Linked DNA regions of Mus musculus: region 1 is linked to region 2. A link is a contact called in public promoter capture Hi-C data. All regions are on one chromosome and are shown on one strand. Each heading gives the region's core, a stretch centred on a gene start, on an enhancer-like site or on the middle of the called end of the contact. The rest is flanking DNA. Distances are from core to core; before and after follow the strand shown.

Region 1 (5,209 bases), core at 1,104-3,603, 2.6 Mb before region 2:
GACATGCTTCTTAGGCTAGGAACACATGACCATTCCGTGTAACATTATAAAGGTTTCTGTAGCACGGAGAGCACTGGTAAAATATTTGCTTACCCCCAATGAAGGAGCTAGAGAAAGGACCCAAGGAGCTAAAGGGGTCTGCAGCCCTATAGGAGGAACAACAATATGAACTAACCAGTACCCCTCAGAGCTTGTGTCTCTAGCTGCATATGTAGCAGAGGATGGCCTAGTTGGTCATCAATGTGAGGAGAGACCCTTGGTCTTACAAAAATTATATGCCCCAGTAGAAGGGAGTGCCAGGGCCAGGAAGCAGGAGTGGGTGGGTTGGGAAGCAGGGTAGGGGGAGAGTATAGGGTACTTTTGGAGAGGAAACTAGGAAAGGAGATAACATTTGAAATGTAAATAAAGAAAATATCTAATAAAATTTTTTTAAAATGCTTGCTTACCATACTCATTAACGGAGCATATATAGTGAAAGACTGAAAATTTGATAATATATTTAATTAGATAAGACTGAACTATAATAGTGAAGTGAACTTGGCTCTCAAAGGCCTATTTTACATGAAGACCAGTTTATGAAATATTGATTTCAGCTGTGTCCCTCAGCTGGAGGTAGCTAGAGTTCCTGGGAAGTTTCATTCCACATTCATTCATTCACATTGGTTTGTTTTTCTCTCCTCTTGTGTGTAGCCAGTATCTCGCAAACGTGTGTCAGAATATCCTTTTTGAGCAGTAAAGGTTGTGATTAGGAATTCCTGTAATAGAAAAAGAACTTGTGCACACATCTGTACAAATGGAGCCATTCTATTAATGGGAGATTTTTTCACAGAAGAAATCATTGCATAACAGCATGGTAGAGATTGTGTTTCTATTTTAATACTAGAGCCAAATCCTGCATTAAGAAATATTGAAGTCCAACCACAAAACATACAGCACCCATGGGCCTGGCCTTCTACTGGATTGAAGGTCCTTTAATAACTCAGTACTCAAATAGCAGTTAAGATGAGAATGTGTAAGGGTAACCATATGCTGTGCTTTTATAACAATCAGAGTAGCTACAACATATAGCACCTTTAAAACTATGTATGGTGACCTAGAGTAGCTACACATGTGGTGGCACAATTGTTCTTAGTAGATGCTTCTATAAATTAAAGACCTAGTTCACTCAGTGACTTTTTAGAGTTTACTTCATTAAGGACAATGAAATGGAATACCTGTTTACAACAGCTTTAACAGCCACATATTGCTCAGGATATTATATATCCCTGCACAGATGAACATTCAAGTAGTAGAATAAATATAAATACCACCTTATTGTTTTTATAACAGCTTGGAATGCTGATAAAATGACTTTATTTTATAGGCGTGTTAGTCATTAATTCAATGACTTATTACCAAGCGTCAGTTGAATTTAACAAGTCTTAGTTCTCACTGCCTTTTGATATAAGGTACTTGAGAAAAAAAAATATGTCAAAATGAGATGAAATTAGTCCACAGTATTTAAGAGTTTGTTAATTATGATATTTACTGGGATCTGATCATGTTCTTTTACTATGTTTTAATAAAAGCCATCTTACAATAAGTCTCTATTTTACTTCAGAACTTCCTTCTCCACCATACCTCTGGACCACATTCCCCTCATGCTTGCCTCACCTCTGGCTTTCAGATTTAAGACTAGTAGTTTTGTGCAGAGCTTCTCGTATCTGAAGATATGGGAAGCACTTGGGAGCTGTGTGCCCATGGTTGTGGTTCTTCCACAGAACTGCATCTTCTTGGGCCTGGTTTTAAAGACTGCACACTAGATGGCAGTTTTGTCATATTCTTCTGGCTTCAAGTGCAACCACTGGTGTGACAGAATAGGAAAGACCTTCAGTGTTTAGTCTGCACTCAGAGGGTCTCTGCGTGACCGCGGCAAACCCCATGGACTTCCTTGAACATGTGTTAGCAATTTAGCTGCAGACATTTATTTCTTTGTTTTACTGCTTGGCTCTTTGAGAAAGTGTTGGTGCCGGGTTATGGGTTGTCTGGATCATGTCAGAGGCCATGGGATCAAGTTCATATGACAGGCTAGACTAAGGAAAGATGAAGTTGGAGGAGGTGAAGAAACTGACCCTTACTTCAGCAGCCAGTCGCTGCCTGTCTGTGGACCGAGGCCAGAGACCCAGACAGTTAATGTTACTCCAGCTGAGTAAACATGACGCTCTACCCATTTGGCCTTTGCATATTTCGTCAATGGGAGCTCACTCAAAGATTTCTCTATTTCTCACGAGCTTTCTCATCCTCCCCTTTCTGCAGCCCCGTCCAGGAGGAGTGATGTTGAAATCCTTGGTTACTGCATGCTGCACTGGCTCTTCGGGAAGCTTCCTTGGGAAGCAAAGCTGGACGACCCTGTGGCTGTCCAGACTGCTAAAACCAAGTAGGTATTCTCCAACCCCCTGCCCCTTTATGCAGTAGGACCGACAGCAGGGACTAGAAAAGACAGAGAGAATGGCCCCTTGGCACCAGTGAAAATAAACTAATGTCGTCAGCTTGAAAAATACTTTTTAAAAACCAGAATCACGAAGACATAAAAATATCTGTACTTGATAATTTTACAGTGCAGATGTAAAATAAAACATCAGTTTCCAGACAAGCTGTTTTCTGGCACTTAGATCCTATGGTGGTGTGTACAAGATGGACTGTTTGTAAATTAGTGTGGGCCTGGGTATGGAAGCAGTCTGGTTTTGGTGTGATCGGTATCTACTGTGCAGAGGAGCAGGGTGAGGTGGGAGAGGGGGCTTGTGTTTCTCAGGGGAGAACAGCATACCTCATACTCCTGTCTCCAAAAGCATATCTTTTTTCTTTTTTGAAGTAGAAACAAAGAAAACTTTTACATGAGCTGTTTATATGAAACATACTTGCAGCCACATAAATCTTACAAATATAGACTACATTCAAAGTTTATTACCTTGATGCTGTTAGCACAAGGAGGTCAGTTTTAGAACAAAGTGCGTTTTACAAGTCTCTCACTGGTCAGCTGGTCCAAGGTACAGAGTGGGCAGCTTTTCCTCACATTCTAAGGTAAACTGAAATAGTTATCTATGGAGAGATTGCTGTGCACTGGAGTTTTAGGAAAACATATAATAAAAATAGACACCAAGGGCAGCTCAGCCAGATAAGTCAATCTTCAGATGTAAATGTTGTTTTGGACTGGGTCTTACTCTGTAGCCCATGATGGCTTCAACCTCATGATTCCCTTCTCAGCCTCGCAAGTGCTTGGATTAGAGATGCAGCCACCACACTTAGATTCACTGTAGGATCTGTGCCCAAGACAGAAGGTTTGGACTAAAGGCTAGAAATGACAGATCTCTACAAACTGACATGTACAGTTCTTGTGCTTGAAATCTTGAACACCCTAGTCCCTGACACATTTGTGCAAGTTGAGACTCTGACGAGTTCTGTTCATTTCCGTCCTCTTATAACTGGCACCCTCCACACTGCAGCACAGTGAATGCATGGACATCAACACTCCTATAAGCAGTTCTTGTATACACTTTGTGAGCTCAGCTTAGCTAATTTACGTAGTGTACTTTAGTTAAAGGCCAGGATTTTAACCTAACAATCCCTGGCAGGCTTTCTTTTATAAGACTAATAAATGGTTTGTTTTAGTCTTGTATCAGCATGTATATAGAGGATAACATTTTATTAACTAGTGAATAATATGTCCACATGTATTCATGTATAGTAAAAGGGTACTACATAAAATAGGGTTTTAATAAGTGAAATATTATCTTGACTTTACATATATTGTCTTCATCTTTATTTGATTAACAATACAAATCCAAATACTAATATATTATGTATCAAAATTTAAAAATCTTTCGATTTCCTATGTAATAAGTGCTCCTTTCTTCGCCTGTGAAGGTATAATGTGAGGCAGGATGGCAGGTTTGGCCACAGCTCTGTGTCCCTCTGTTTCTGCTGTCATGAGTCACTTAAGATCACCATGTGCTTTTCCACTTGTGTTTCTCTGTGAATCATTCACTTTATTTATAATTTTAGTTGAGGCTTTATATATTTTTGCTACAGTAAATTAAGAAAGTGATATTTAGCCCCAACTGGAAAGCATTTACCAGGTGTTTGTTGTATTGATATTTCTTCTTAACTTATTTAACCATTTGGTTATATAAACTCTTGCCTGGACAGGGCAAATGCACACCGAGAACTAAAAATCACCCCTTTTCAGTAATCGATACATCAGGAAAATGACTCCACAGAGACACCAAGGCATTCGTGCCCACAGTTCACTAGGGAGACCAGAAATGATGAGACAGAGTGGCCTCTCCTCTGTGGAGGAAATCAAATGTCTATTTTCCCACCCAGAAACCTGCTAACATTTGCTTACATTGCTGACATTTCCTGGGGGAAGCAAACCTCCCCCAAAGGCCGCAGAATATTTATCCCAGGCTCTCTCTCCCTAGACCTTGATCTGTTGGTTCCCAGTTGGTAGAATCCTTAGGGGATGTCACATGAATTTTATGGCATACTGATGTCAATGTTATCTCAGAGAAGATACAAGATTCTAGTCCTTTTAGCTATACACCCCACCTTCAGATTCACATATACTTTTCAAAGAGTTTCTAGGTAGTCCCACCCTGAGATTTACTCTGCACCTAGAGTTGAAATGATCATTGCCTAGAAAGCTTTTCCCCAAATTCTACTATGTTTAGATGTGCTGACAATATATCCCTGGCAGACTCTTTGAAGTTTTGATCCAGGTTGAAAAAGTCAGTCTGAACCAAGTTTCCATTCTCATCACTTTTGCTGCCTGCCATAGCATCCACAGAGACCCACACACCTTTAAATATAAGAGGAATAAAAGATTTCCCCAACTACACCTAGCTTTTTATGTATTTTCTATTCTTCTTTAGGAAACATCATAGCAAACATTCTACAGTCCTCAATTGTGTACAATTTGAGTTAAGGCCTCTAGGTAGTTACAACTGTAAAACTGACCAATAAGAACTAAGGAATGCCCTCTCCCACTTTGCTAATCCTCCTATCCACTACAGTTGGGTACAAAAAGGGCACAATTGTGTCCTATCAACACAGAATCAGAGTTTTATGTTCTACCTGAAACAGGGAGCCTGGGCTGAAGACACTCACCATGTGCTGTCTGTTTTCTGTTTAGCCTGCTGGATGAACTCCCAGAGTCGGTGCTTAAGTGGGC
Region 2 (5,810 bases), core at 156-2,655:
TGTGAATAAGGCTCAGTGGATAAAGCTGTTTGCTGCCAAGTCTGAGGAATCAATTTTGATCCCAGCGACTGAAATGGTGAAAAGGGAGAACAGAACAGACTCTAGAAGTCATCCTCTGACTCCCTGCAGGCTAAAGTAAGTGTACTTTACATTTTTTTCTTAAAGAAAAAGTTCAAGGTTAACGTAAACTTTATTTTAAAGTTCTAGAAGTCACAAAGCTAGCAAATAACAAAGGTGGGTCTGCTTCGAATCAAATCCCAGTCTAGCGACCTCCTGAGCTCCATTTTGTCTTCTCATAACCTACCAAAATCTGTACTCCCAAATCCTGCTAATATACAGAATCCTCTCTTTTAGGAAGCTATTAGTGACTTTCCTCCATGTTTAGATGGTCCTCTTTTGGTCCCCCAATGACAACTGGACCCCATCTGTATTTAAATAGTGTATATATATATTTTCTCATCCACTCGCAATAAACTCTTGAGGATACGAATCTAGTTCCTACAGTGTGTAATACATACTTCTGCAGCAGCAGAATATCACTCATATTTGAAGTTTTTCTCCACCTTTTGATGGGAAAACTCTGAACTTGCTCAGGTCAAACCACAGACCTGCTTTTATGCATCAAACATGGAGCATAAACAAACTGACAGACCAGATTTTCAATAAATACTTTGAGTGAATAAATGAATAATTCAGAAAGTAACCTCCTTTCCCGTGACTGAGTCTCATTCCCCAAACAACCGTGCTTGACTCTTGGGAGAAAAAGACAGGGTTTGAAATTACTTTTATCCTTTAACATTTAAACATTGGTCATTTTCTCCCTCATTTTCACCGTCATAATCACACAGAACATGATTTTCACTATTTGAAAATGTGAGGTTTGGGGGCAGAGCGGTGGAAATCCTTGGGTTTATCTTACGGCTAACTAGTAGCAATTATGTTCAACATCTCAGCTAAATGCCACAAAGTCATAAATTGGGACTTGGAGGTGGTACTCCGAGGGAAAAGAATACAAGTTAAGCTGATTTATTTATAAGCTTTCTTCCCTGGATTGGTTGTGTTAAAGTCGCACCTTCTTGGGTGTGACCCTCGGTGACAAAAATCTTCTCAATGTGTACTTATTAAGTCTATGACTTTAAGATGTGGGATAACGGAAGAGTTAAAATGGTGTTAGGGAAAGCGGTGGTTTTTTTTCTAGATGCTTTTATTGCAGAAACAAGGGGAAATTGACAAATAACCTTCCCAGAGGTTTGCCTGAATTGACAATCCCACAGACCAGGGAGACCTGACACTCTGACAGATGCTTTTGCTGCAAGTCCGCTGAGGTGGGCGGGTCCCGGGAACTCAAGGCTGGGTGGGGGTGTGCCCGAGGGCGGGCCCAGGGCTGCAGGGCGGAGCCGCGGAAGGCGAGAGGCAGCCTGGGAAGTAGCGCCATATTGGCGGTGGCCGCGCTGTATTGTCATAAATAGAGCCGGTTTTGTGGTGTTTTCACTACTCGGTTGAATGCCTCGGCTGTAGAGAGTGGGGAAGTGAGCGAGCTACAAGCGAGCGAAGGGAATTGGACAGAGGAAGGAAGAGAGGGCAAGAACAGGACCCCAAAGCGAAAGACACTCGCTGGAGAGAGACGCAGGAAGCGATGAAAGAGATGTCTGCGTAAGTGGGGGCGGCGGTTGAGGGCGAGGTGGAGAGAGGTGCGCTGAGGTGGGCAGCCCCGGCTTCCAGCCCCTGCGCCTGGCACCCTGCGCAGCCGGCCGGGACCTCTGCTTTCCGCTGCCCTCCACTCCGCAAGGGCATCTCCCCTACCCGGGACTCACCTGGCCGCCCGGCGGGGATTCGGGAGTCGCCGTCAGCCCCCCGCCGCCCGCCTCTGAGGACGCCCCCAGACCAGGATGAGGGGGAAAGGCGCGTGTGGCTGAGGAGAAAAAACGGTCGGTCACTCTCCTGCCCCAGCCGTGTCTGAGCCCGTCTATTCTGTCTGCATTGGCGCAAATACCATCCCCCTGCCTCCCCTCCTCCCGGCCGGACCCGCTATCTTTCAGGTCTTTCGGAGAGGGACTGACCTAGCGGAGCCCCTAGGTTTGCGGTTGCTCCATGAGAAAGGCTAAACCCTCTACCCCGTTCCTTCCCACCGACCCACAATATCTACCGGGCTGTATCTATCCCCTGCTCACACTTTGATAAGTCGGAAGCAGTTTCTGTACTTGTCAAGAATTTATTAGAATTTCTTACCTTTCACTTTATCCGGAAATAATTTCAACGTACAGAAAAATGCACAGAAATACAAAACACCATTTGTGTAGCCACCACCCATTTTTCCCTAAGACTAACATGGGGTGTGTTCTTAGCTCTTTAACCTTTCTTTCTTGAAAAGAAGTCGAGCATTCCAATACATCTGAAGACTCGCCTATCCTTTCTCTGATTGCATTCACGACGCTCTTCCAAGGCCCCAGAGCACTGAGTTTGGTGTTTCTTGTTACTGCATTTTTAATGTTGATAGTACCTATCCCTGTATCCATAAAAACTGTGTACCTGTTTTAAACTGTTTATAGGGTATTTATTATCAGTTACTACTCTGTAGACTGGTTCTTTAGAACATGATCTCTCTGACCTTTTGCTATGTTAATATTTTCATTATTAGTTATTTTTTATTAACTAATGTATTCCGTTTATAAACATAGCCCAGTGTAGTACTTTTAGTGACTATTTTGAGCTATTTAAAAGTTTTTTATAGAATGTCAGTGAGAATTCTATTTACCTATCTTTGTACCTTCAGTAACATTTCTGTAAGGTTTTTTTTTTTTTTCCTTGTAAGTGAAATTCATAACACTTTTTGAGACCTACTTCTTAGAGTTCCTGTTTGGTTTGATTTTATGAAAATCTGTCTGTGCCATGTATTAATCACACACTAATCTTGCTCAGACAACCTTATCTCTCATAGACAGACAGACAGACAGACAGATAGATAGATAGAACTTGAAATAATTAATTGAAGTTTTGTTTGTTCTACAGCAAGATAAAAATGGGAGAGAAATTAGAGTTGGGTTTTTTAAAATACTCCCTTATATTTCATTAAGTCATTTCAAAGGTATATAGGCTGTTTGTTGAGATGAGGTTTCACATGGCCATGAGCTTGCTTCTGCCTCTACCACTTGACTTGTGCCACCAAACCTGGCTAAGCTATCTTATCTTCTCTATTGTCCTTTCTTTCTCCCCATCCTGTAAAACCTCCAGCTGAAAAACATGTTTTAGTTTGTGGACTTACAAGTCACTGCTGTTTTGTTAGTTCGGTTTTTGGTTCAGAGATGGAACTCAGGGCACTACACATGAAACAGTCTGTCACTGAGGTACATCTCCAACCTCAAGGCAATTTTTAAGCATTTAAAATGCAAAAAGAATTAACTACAGTTGTATTTTTGTGGTGTTTACATTTTAAATTGATAAACTTGCACATAATTTGTACAGTGACTAGTTTAAAGCAATTGGCTTGTCCATCACATTTACTGATTACTTATATAAATATGTATACTGTAATTAATTAGTATTTATCACAGTTGCCCTACTGTGCTTAGAATTAATTATAGAGCCAGGCATAACACAGACCTTTAATCCAAACCCCATGAGGCAGAGGCAGGCTGATCTCTGAGTTCAAGTCTGGTAAGTTCCAAGACAGAGTTATATAGTAAGACCCTGTTTCAAGAAGAAAGAAAGAAGTCCTAGTGTCCAGTTATACCTTTCTTTGGTGAGAAGGTATTGCTATGTAGCTCAGGCTTTGAATGTAGATTCTTCTACTTCAGCCTTCTGAATGAAGGGAATAGAGGCATGGGCCTATGTCTGTCCCATTTAACCTCCCTCCTTTCTTCCTCTGTTATTTTTTTTTTAAAGAGCTAATTTACTCATTAAAAGACTGCCTTTTGAGATTATATTCTTACTGTTATGAATAGTTCTTTATGCAAATATGAAGAAAGGTGGTTAGGTTGAGAGTATATACTCATTTTTTCTTTTGCAACAAAATGTACCCCATATCTTTTAGTTATAGATGTAGTCAGAATTCTGTGGTGCTTTATTGAAGATTGTAATTTTATACTAGTTAAGGGCAATTAAGGGTCATTTGAGCCCTTCAAAATTTGCTGTTTAATGTAAAGAATTTGATAATTATTCAGTGTGAAAATGATATGAGTTCCAATCTAAAATGAAGAATACTAAGTACAGTCACAAAGTGTTAGAAATGTAAACTCAGGTTCCAGGAAAAGATGTTTGTGAATGTAAGTTTCTCCAGGGACTGGTTGAGGTTTCTTTTTAAGGCTAGATCATGTTCTGAGGACCATTTGATGGATGTTTTGTTCCCTTACTTATAGGAAGACCATTGTTTTACTAACAGTGTCTTTCAAGTGTTTGACTTCTTTTCAAAGATTCTATAACCTAGATAGTATTTGACTCAGCCTGCAGGGAATAGTAGAGGGAGCCCTGGCATAAAGCCCATTCAGGGTCTTTGCAGTTGAACTGAGTGGTGTTGATACAATTGTCTTGATTCCAACACATACTGCTTTGGGCTTGAAAAGACATCCTGACCATGGAAGCTGGAAGCTGTATGAAAAACACTTCATAAAGACAGAATACCCGCCTTTCCTTTTCTTTTTCTTTCTCTTTTTAAAAATGACTTCCTTGGTAATGTTCCTCAAACTTTTAAGTGGCTCAAATAACTTAAGAGGTTCAATGTGTCCATATGAAATGAGACTTAAAATTTTTTCATCATTTCTTTTTCTTGAACAGAAACACTATGCTGGACAGCCAGCGTCAACAGAAGCATTATGGAATTACCTCTCCAATTAGTTTGGCATGTCCTAAAGAAATTGATCATATTTATACACAGAAGTTAATTGATGCCATGAAGCCATTTGGAGTATTTGAAGATGAGGAAGAATTGAACCACAGGTATATCATTGAAACTATAAAATACTTTTACAGTCTACTATTTAATCATTAACTCATACATATTGAATACCCAGTGATCACTGCCATAAAAATGCTCCCCAAAAAGGAAAATCTTAGTTCTCTTGGAACTTAAAATTTTAATATGGATTAAAAAAGAAGACTTAACTGTCAAATAAGTACAATGTTAAGCATGACTGAGTACTAGTGGGAAAAATAAGTTTGAGGGTAGAAGTCTTTTTTTTTTTTTTTTTTGGTTTTTCGAGACAGGGTTTCTCTGTGTAGCCCTGGCTGTCCTGGAACTCACTTTGTAGACCAGGCTGGCCTCGAACTCAGAAATCTGCCTGCCTCTGCCTCCCAAGTGCTGGGATTAAAGGCGTGGGCCACCATGCCCCGCCTGAGGGTAGAAGTCTTTAGAGAAGACCTCATTGAAAGGAAGGGGGCATGTGTATGTTTGAAGGAAGTGTGCTCTGGGCAGAAAGTCTAGGGTGAGTGTGTAGTTGGTATATTTGAGGGGTAGGAAGAAGCTTAGGACAAGGGCACCTTGTAAGGCACTATAAGATTGTGGAAATTGAACTCATTAGGGTTTTGAGAAGGAGATTGGCATGATCTGACTCGTGTTTTAGCAGTTATTCTGGTCATTGTGTTGGGAATAGTGTAGAAGGGAAGAGGGGTCAGAGGACAAGAGCGGAAGGAATTAAAAGGTCATTATAACAGCCCAGGTTGGAAGTAATGATACCTGAAACCTGAGGATGGCAGTGGAAATAATAGTGTAGTCTAGATGTGTTAAAGGTAGGGTTCTTTTAGGACAAATAGAAGCAGTTTCCAAAGAGGAGTCCAAGATTTTCAGTACCTGCATCTTACTGAATGGAATTCCATTT

The links. Promoter capture Hi-C pulls out the DNA fragments that hold promoters and counts their contacts.
Region 1: a promoter capture Hi-C map of hippocampal neurons shows a contact between it and region 2, with 8 times the contacts expected there. The contact joins the enhancer-like site here to the promoter of Papolg in region 2. A contact is called at or near these places in 10 of 39 promoter capture datasets (the C10 cell line, cranial neural crest, frontonasal cranial neural crest and 6 more) and 2 of 9 other capture datasets (adipose tissue and liver).

What each region holds. Positions count from the first base shown.
Region 1 is chr11:26,486,980-26,492,188 of GRCm38.p6, reverse strand. It overlaps Vrk2 (vaccinia related kinase 2), which reads left to right. Exons shown (of 13, transcript NM_027260.3): 9 at 2,296-2,416; 10 at 5,171-5,209. Among named protein-coding and RNA genes, the nearest start is that of Fancl, 100 kb to the right of the region's middle. RefSeq lists an enhancer at 456-3,101. Within about 2 kb of position 2,353, at least 52 of the 459 cell types and tissues checked have an H3K27ac peak or open chromatin away from gene starts, as enhancers often do. A contact at or near this core is called in adipose tissue, hippocampal neurons and second pharyngeal arch cranial neural crest, where this site is marked.
Region 2 is chr11:23,890,865-23,896,674 of GRCm38.p6, reverse strand. Papolg (poly(A) polymerase gamma) reads left to right here and starts at 1,405. Exons shown (of 22, transcript NM_172555.2): 1 at 1,405-1,653; 2 at 4,771-4,932. The coding sequence starts at 1,637. Gm12061 (a long non-coding RNA gene) reads right to left here and starts at 2,423. Exons shown (of 4, transcript XR_872317.3): 1 at 2,230-2,423; 2 at 1,815-1,912.